Linked DNA regions of Zea mays: region 2 is linked to region 1. Evidence: chromatin contacts called from public Hi-C data. All regions are on one chromosome and are shown on one strand. Each heading gives the region's core, a stretch centred on a gene start, on an enhancer-like site or on the middle of the called end of the contact. The rest is flanking DNA. Distances are from core to core; before and after follow the strand shown.

The links. A called contact is a pair of places that touch in the nucleus more often than the background predicts.
Region 2: a Hi-C map of ear shows a contact between it and region 1, with 2.3 times the contacts expected there. The contact joins the promoter of LOC100383047 here to the promoter of LOC100277808 in region 1. A contact is called at or near these places in 4 of 25 Hi-C or Micro-C datasets (ear, leaf and tassel).

The regions. Positions count from the first base shown.
Region 1 is chr1:265,478,892-265,481,706 of Zm-B73-REFERENCE-NAM-5.0, reverse strand. It overlaps LOC100277808, which reads right to left and starts at 1,272. Exons shown (of 3, transcript NM_001361300.1): 1 at 1,162-1,272; 2 at 713-880; 3 at 1-270. The coding sequence starts at 1,214. The coding sequence ends at 39.
Region 2 is chr1:265,712,337-265,715,036 of Zm-B73-REFERENCE-NAM-5.0, reverse strand. LOC100383047 reads right to left here and starts at 1,376. Exons shown (of 2, transcript NM_001175723.1): 1 at 1,143-1,376; 2 at 79-1,063. The coding sequence starts at 1,236. The coding sequence ends at 285. LOC100275997 reads right to left here. Exons shown (of 3, transcript NM_001371526.2): 2 at 2,492-2,700; 3 at 1,976-2,397. The coding sequence ends at 2,339.

The DNA of each region.
Region 1 (2,815 bases), core at 23-2,522:
TGCCACCCCCGACGCTAGCTAGCTGGCCCGCCAGGTCGTCAGCGCGACCGGGCCCCGCCGAAGTACTGGGTGCACAGCTCGTATCTGTTGGAGTCGGAGGCGCCGCCGCCCTGCATCTGGCCGTGGCCGCCGGGAGGAGCCGCCAGCGGCGGGGGCCCGTGCTGGTGCGCGCCGTCGTAGACGATGCGGAGGTCGCCGCCGGGGTCGCGCGGGTGCCACTCCACCTTCTTCTTGGCGCCGCACAGCCTGTGCCGGCACCGGAAGTAGCTCCTGCGCCATTTCCGCACGCACACGCATGGACCCCACCCACACGCACGTCATCAGTTCGTCACGCAGCAACACACTTGCGCAATTTGCTCATGGTTAATAGCTAAAGCGGCCGGGCAAGTAAGGCAAATCCATTCCATTCCATTCCATTATCCCGGTGGTCACATCGACTCAATTACTTCGATGCACAGCAGGAACGACGGTGATGAACGAGTCAGAGCTTGGTCAACGACGTCGAGGTATCCATTTTAATGTGATGTAAACGTATCTTTGGCGAAAACGATTTTGACACGAAATGGTGATATATATGCATGATCGAGTTTGCAGTAGCTTTGAGAGCTCGAGATGAATCTCGATCGCCTCTAGGGCCGGCCAGCCGTCGACGCCAGAAATATATGCTACGTATGCATGGCGGATCGAACGGAGCTAGCTAGCAAGTACGCACCTCATTTTCTGGATGTTCTTGATGAACTTCTGGCCGTACTTCTTCCACTCGTACCCGTCCTCGGGCATCACCAGCTGTCTGCCGTTGCCGGCCTCCGCCGCCGCCTCGTCGTCGTCCTCCTCCTCCCTTTTGTTTCTCTCTCCTCCTCCGCTCCCTCTCGATCCATCACTACAGTTTTTTTAGTGTGTGCCAAGGAATTAACGTTATATCTAGGACACGCATAAATCGTCGTCGTCGACCTATCTATTAGGTGTACAATGATGCAAAAATTCAGTCTTGCTCTATATATATACCAGCTGGCTGATCGTAGTGCTAGGCCATACAGATATCATAAACTTGAACATCCGTTATGCATGGTACCTCCATGTTGCTAGTTGCTACATGAAAATTTGACCCCAAAAGATGATGAACCATGCATGCATATGAGAGAGAAAGAGAGAGATGCGTACATTGCGGCGGGCTGTGAGCTTGAATCCATGGGCGCCGGCCGGCTACCGTACATCTACGTCCTGTGCTGCTCTACTGCTCCTCCCATGTTCTCGCGAAGTTTAATGAATGAAACATTGAGATGAGAGGGAGAGTAGTGACGAAGTTCTTTGGGTGGTATATTTATTACGTTATCTAGGACTAGTCAATCGAATGGAACCTTCTCAGATGTGACGTTAACGTCGTCAAGACGAACACAGATCAGCAATTTTTTTTTTTGGTTCACATGCTGTCGTACCCAACTTTGCCACTGGTTTTGATTGAACCAAAAAACCATCGTCGTCTCATCGTATCCTTAGCTAGCGAACTCTACCAGGTTCCTACTTACGCTCTATAGCAAAATTAAATATGGATCACTAGTAGAAAAGACCTAGAGCCTGCGTCACCCATAATTTATCACTGACGGTTTCAGTTACCGCACATTAGTGAAAAAAATAGGTGGATCTCGCTTGAGAACTACCAGTGGAAAACTATTTTCACTGACGGTTCTCTTAACACATCCGCTAGTGAAAACGAGCTATTTTCAGTGGTGGTTGGTCTAACAGAACCGTCTGTGAAAAATATAATAACACTGACAGTTCTGTTACACCAACCGTCAGTGTTAATAGTCCGTTTTCGCTGGCGGTTGCGTTAATATAACTGTCGGTGAATTTTGTATTGTAAATACCCATTCTTCCCGCCAAGAACAGTATCTCACAACCAACTTCTATTGGAGGCGATTTTGGAGGTATAGATTTCACAAAATACAAGGGGAGAGGTTTTGATCTTTATTTTTTGGAAGAAGATTGCTAAGAAAGGTTGGTTTATGTTTCTTTTGTCAATTTTTGTTCATTCTTGCTCAATTTTAGCCATATTTTGGATCTAGGGTTTCACCATGTGAAAGAGAAGAGTATAGTTAGGTTTAGCCACATTTGGATCTAGGGTTTCACCATGTTGGAAGAGAAGGAGATATGTTTGGTAATTAAGGATTGTTTTTATTAGTTGTTATGAAATGTTGGTTTAATTATGTTTTAATTGCCAATTATTGTTAGAGATAGGTTTGGGTATTAAGAATTTTTGTTTATTAGTTGCTAGGAAAGTTTGGCTTATGTTTCTCTTGCCAACTTTCATTGGAATGCCAGATTTCACAAAATGTAAGGGGTAGGTTTTGATCTTTATTTTTTGGAACAAGGTTGATAAGAAAGATTCGTTTATGTTTCTTTTGCCAATTTTTGTTTATCAATGATATATTTAGTTATTAGGAAATGTTAGTTTATGTTTCTCTTGCCAATTTGTGTTCTTGTGTGTTTTATGTTACTTTTTTACAGGTGATGATGGAGAAGACATCTTGGATGTATAACTTATGAAGGCTAGATCCATCATACATATCCGAGGTCCATAGGTTTATTGATATCGCTACAAACCATGCTTGGAGAACAAAGACAAAACATATATATTGTCCATGCATGGACCGAAAAATTGTTGTTGTATTTGATGACACAGACCAAATCATATCTCATATGGTATGCCGAGGATTTGTGAAGGATTACACAATTTGGACAAAACATCGAGAGAGTAGCTCTTCACCTTATATGACTGGAAACTCTGAGAACATCGACGACAGATTTCAGTTCGATC
Region 2 (2,700 bases), core at 127-2,626, 230 kb before region 1:
ACCAGTCACCACACGGCCTGACGGCCAGTGTTATTTTCGTTAAATTGATCAATCAACCGACCAAACGAAACATCTCTTAAAAGCTCATTAAGCCGTCATGCCATTGCCAGCTGATAAACGATCAACACGAGTAGAGTATGTAGTGCGTGTACTGAGCCTCCCATGTATGTAGTATATGTGTATGTACGTGTGCGTGTATAACTATATATACACACGCACACTTGCATTGCTTCCTTTCCACTTAGATGTACTGTGTACTCACGCCACACCTCGAGCTAGCTTGCTCACATCTCGTCGCCGTAGCTACCGGTCCACAGCTGGTGTCCGTGGCCGTGCTCGCCGCCGGCGCCTCCCGTGGCGTTCCTCAGGCTGTGCCACACGTAGACGGTGAACCCAAGCAGCACAACCACCGCGACCGCCACGCTCACCAGCATGCCTTGCCTCGCGGAGGCCTGCCTGGGCTTCAGGTTCGCCAACGCCATCGTCTCTGCTAGCATTGGCTGCTGCTCCTGCTGCGTGTCCTTCTCATGCACCATCTCCTTCCTGTCCTCGGCCATCTTCCCCTCTTCCTCCCTCTTCCTCTCCTCCTCCTCCTCCTTCAGCCTCTGAACAGCCCCCAGCGACGGCTGGGGCTTTGTGGTTGCAGGCGGTTCCACTTCCGGCGCCGGCGCCGGCACAGGATCGTACGTCTTCCTCGGCATCGACGCTCTGGACTCGGCGGGCGGCTTCACGGAAGGAGCAGCTGGAGCCAGCGGCGCCGGGGTCGGCGCGGCAGGCCTGGCCGCCGGCGGAAGCCCCTGCCCCTGGCCCTGCAACGGAGGCGGCGCCGCCGTGGGCATCCTTGGCGGCGGCTGCATGGGCGTCGAGGGGGTCTTCTTGGGGAGCGTGATGGTGAGCGTCTCGTTCTCGAACTTGGCGCGGATGCCGTCGGCGTTGCAGTTGGCGGGAAGCTCGAAGTCGTTCTGGAAGCGGATCCACCTGTTGCCGGTGAGGTGCCGCTCGCCGCGCGTCCGCAGGTGGCCGTGGTTGTCCACCAGCACGCGGAGGTCCTCCCTCTTGAACCCTGCAGCCCCAGCGACGGGTATTTCAGTAACAGTAACCATCATCGCTCCAGGCTGGAAAGGAGCCAAGGGACTGCTTGCCTGGGAGCGAGATCTTGACGGCGTCGGCCTCGGCGGCGGAGCGGCTCCACTCGACGGCGGGGGTATGCTCCTCGTAGGTGCGGTTGTTGGCCATGGCTGCGGTTTCCTCTCGTGTCCTGGACGACGAAGGCTGGAACTAGCTAATGTGAGACGTACGTGTGCTTTCGGAACTAACAAGTAACAATGCCTCTGCTGACTGCTGCTGCTGCTGGGGTTGATGGCAATGGGCGTTTGTGGTGGATGTGCATATATACAAACACCTCCAAGTGCAGTATATAAGGAGATATGACCTGGGTGAGGAGAAGGATTGATTCGATGGCCATCGTCAACATGGCTTCGTGCACAGGTGACGGTCGATCAAAGTATTCCTTGCTTGTTTGCAGGGGGCGTTGGTCCGCAGCTGAAGAGAAGCATATTAATCTGAGTGGGACAGGTATTACTAGACCATGATTCAGCGACTGAGCAGTTTCGATTAGGAAATGACCAAGCTGCTTTTGATCCCTCACCACTTTCTATCTAATCGTCATGTTTGTACTCTGTGTCATAGACGAAAACGCGTGCGAGTTGAAGTGATTTACGTTTAACCAAGTTTTTTTAGTAAATAGCATTTACTCTAAATTAATCTAGTATAAAAATACATTTCATAATCAATCTAATAATATTTATTTCACATTATAAATATTGATTCTTTTTTTATCTATAATTAGTTAAAATTTAAAATACCAAAACATAACACTGCTAGAATTGCATTCTTTCTTGAATGGAGTTGGAGTATGTACTAGTATTTGTGATGTGATGTGACCACACTTCTGCTCAGTTACTGCACAGGACACTTTGAATCTAATCTCTCCCATAAACGAAGTGTATCTTTCACATTTCATTAACCTTTATGATTACAACATAACATCGAATCCTTTGACGCATCGTCCTTTAAACTTTTAGGCATGAAACGAGGGGAATAAAAAGCAAAAGGGGGGGGGGGGGGGGGGATGGGGTTCAATAGCTTCTAAAGCATGTTTCGATGCAGTTACAGCAGCTAGATCAGCACAAGGAAAATTCTCCGGAAGAATCGTAACTCTTTTTGATTGACGATGTCACCATGAGACCAAATACCCACCAACGTAACTCGGGAAGGATGCTAGCAGGATTGTACTGTCTTGCTGCGGAGACACTGCAATGTCCAAGCTTTTTATCATTCAGGTATGCCCACGGCCTCCACACTTGGAGCACATGATGTTCCCAGTTCCTCCACAGCCTACAGCAATTTGGATGTCAGCAGGTATACCCAAACCCAACTGTATAGCAGGGAAGCAACTGTCGCACAGAATGTGCTTGTCAAGCTAGCTTACCTAGGCATCTGACTTTCACGATGATCCCTTGGCTCTCCAGTATCGAGTCGACGTACAAGCCTGAACCAGCGCATGTTGCGCACAGCACAGCGCCTTTAGCTTCACAGCTTGAGCAGGGAGGGTTGTCCCCGACATCCTTCTTTTCCAGATCTAGACCGGACGGTTTTCCAATATTCTCCTCTGGGACAGATTTGTCGTAGCAGAATAGC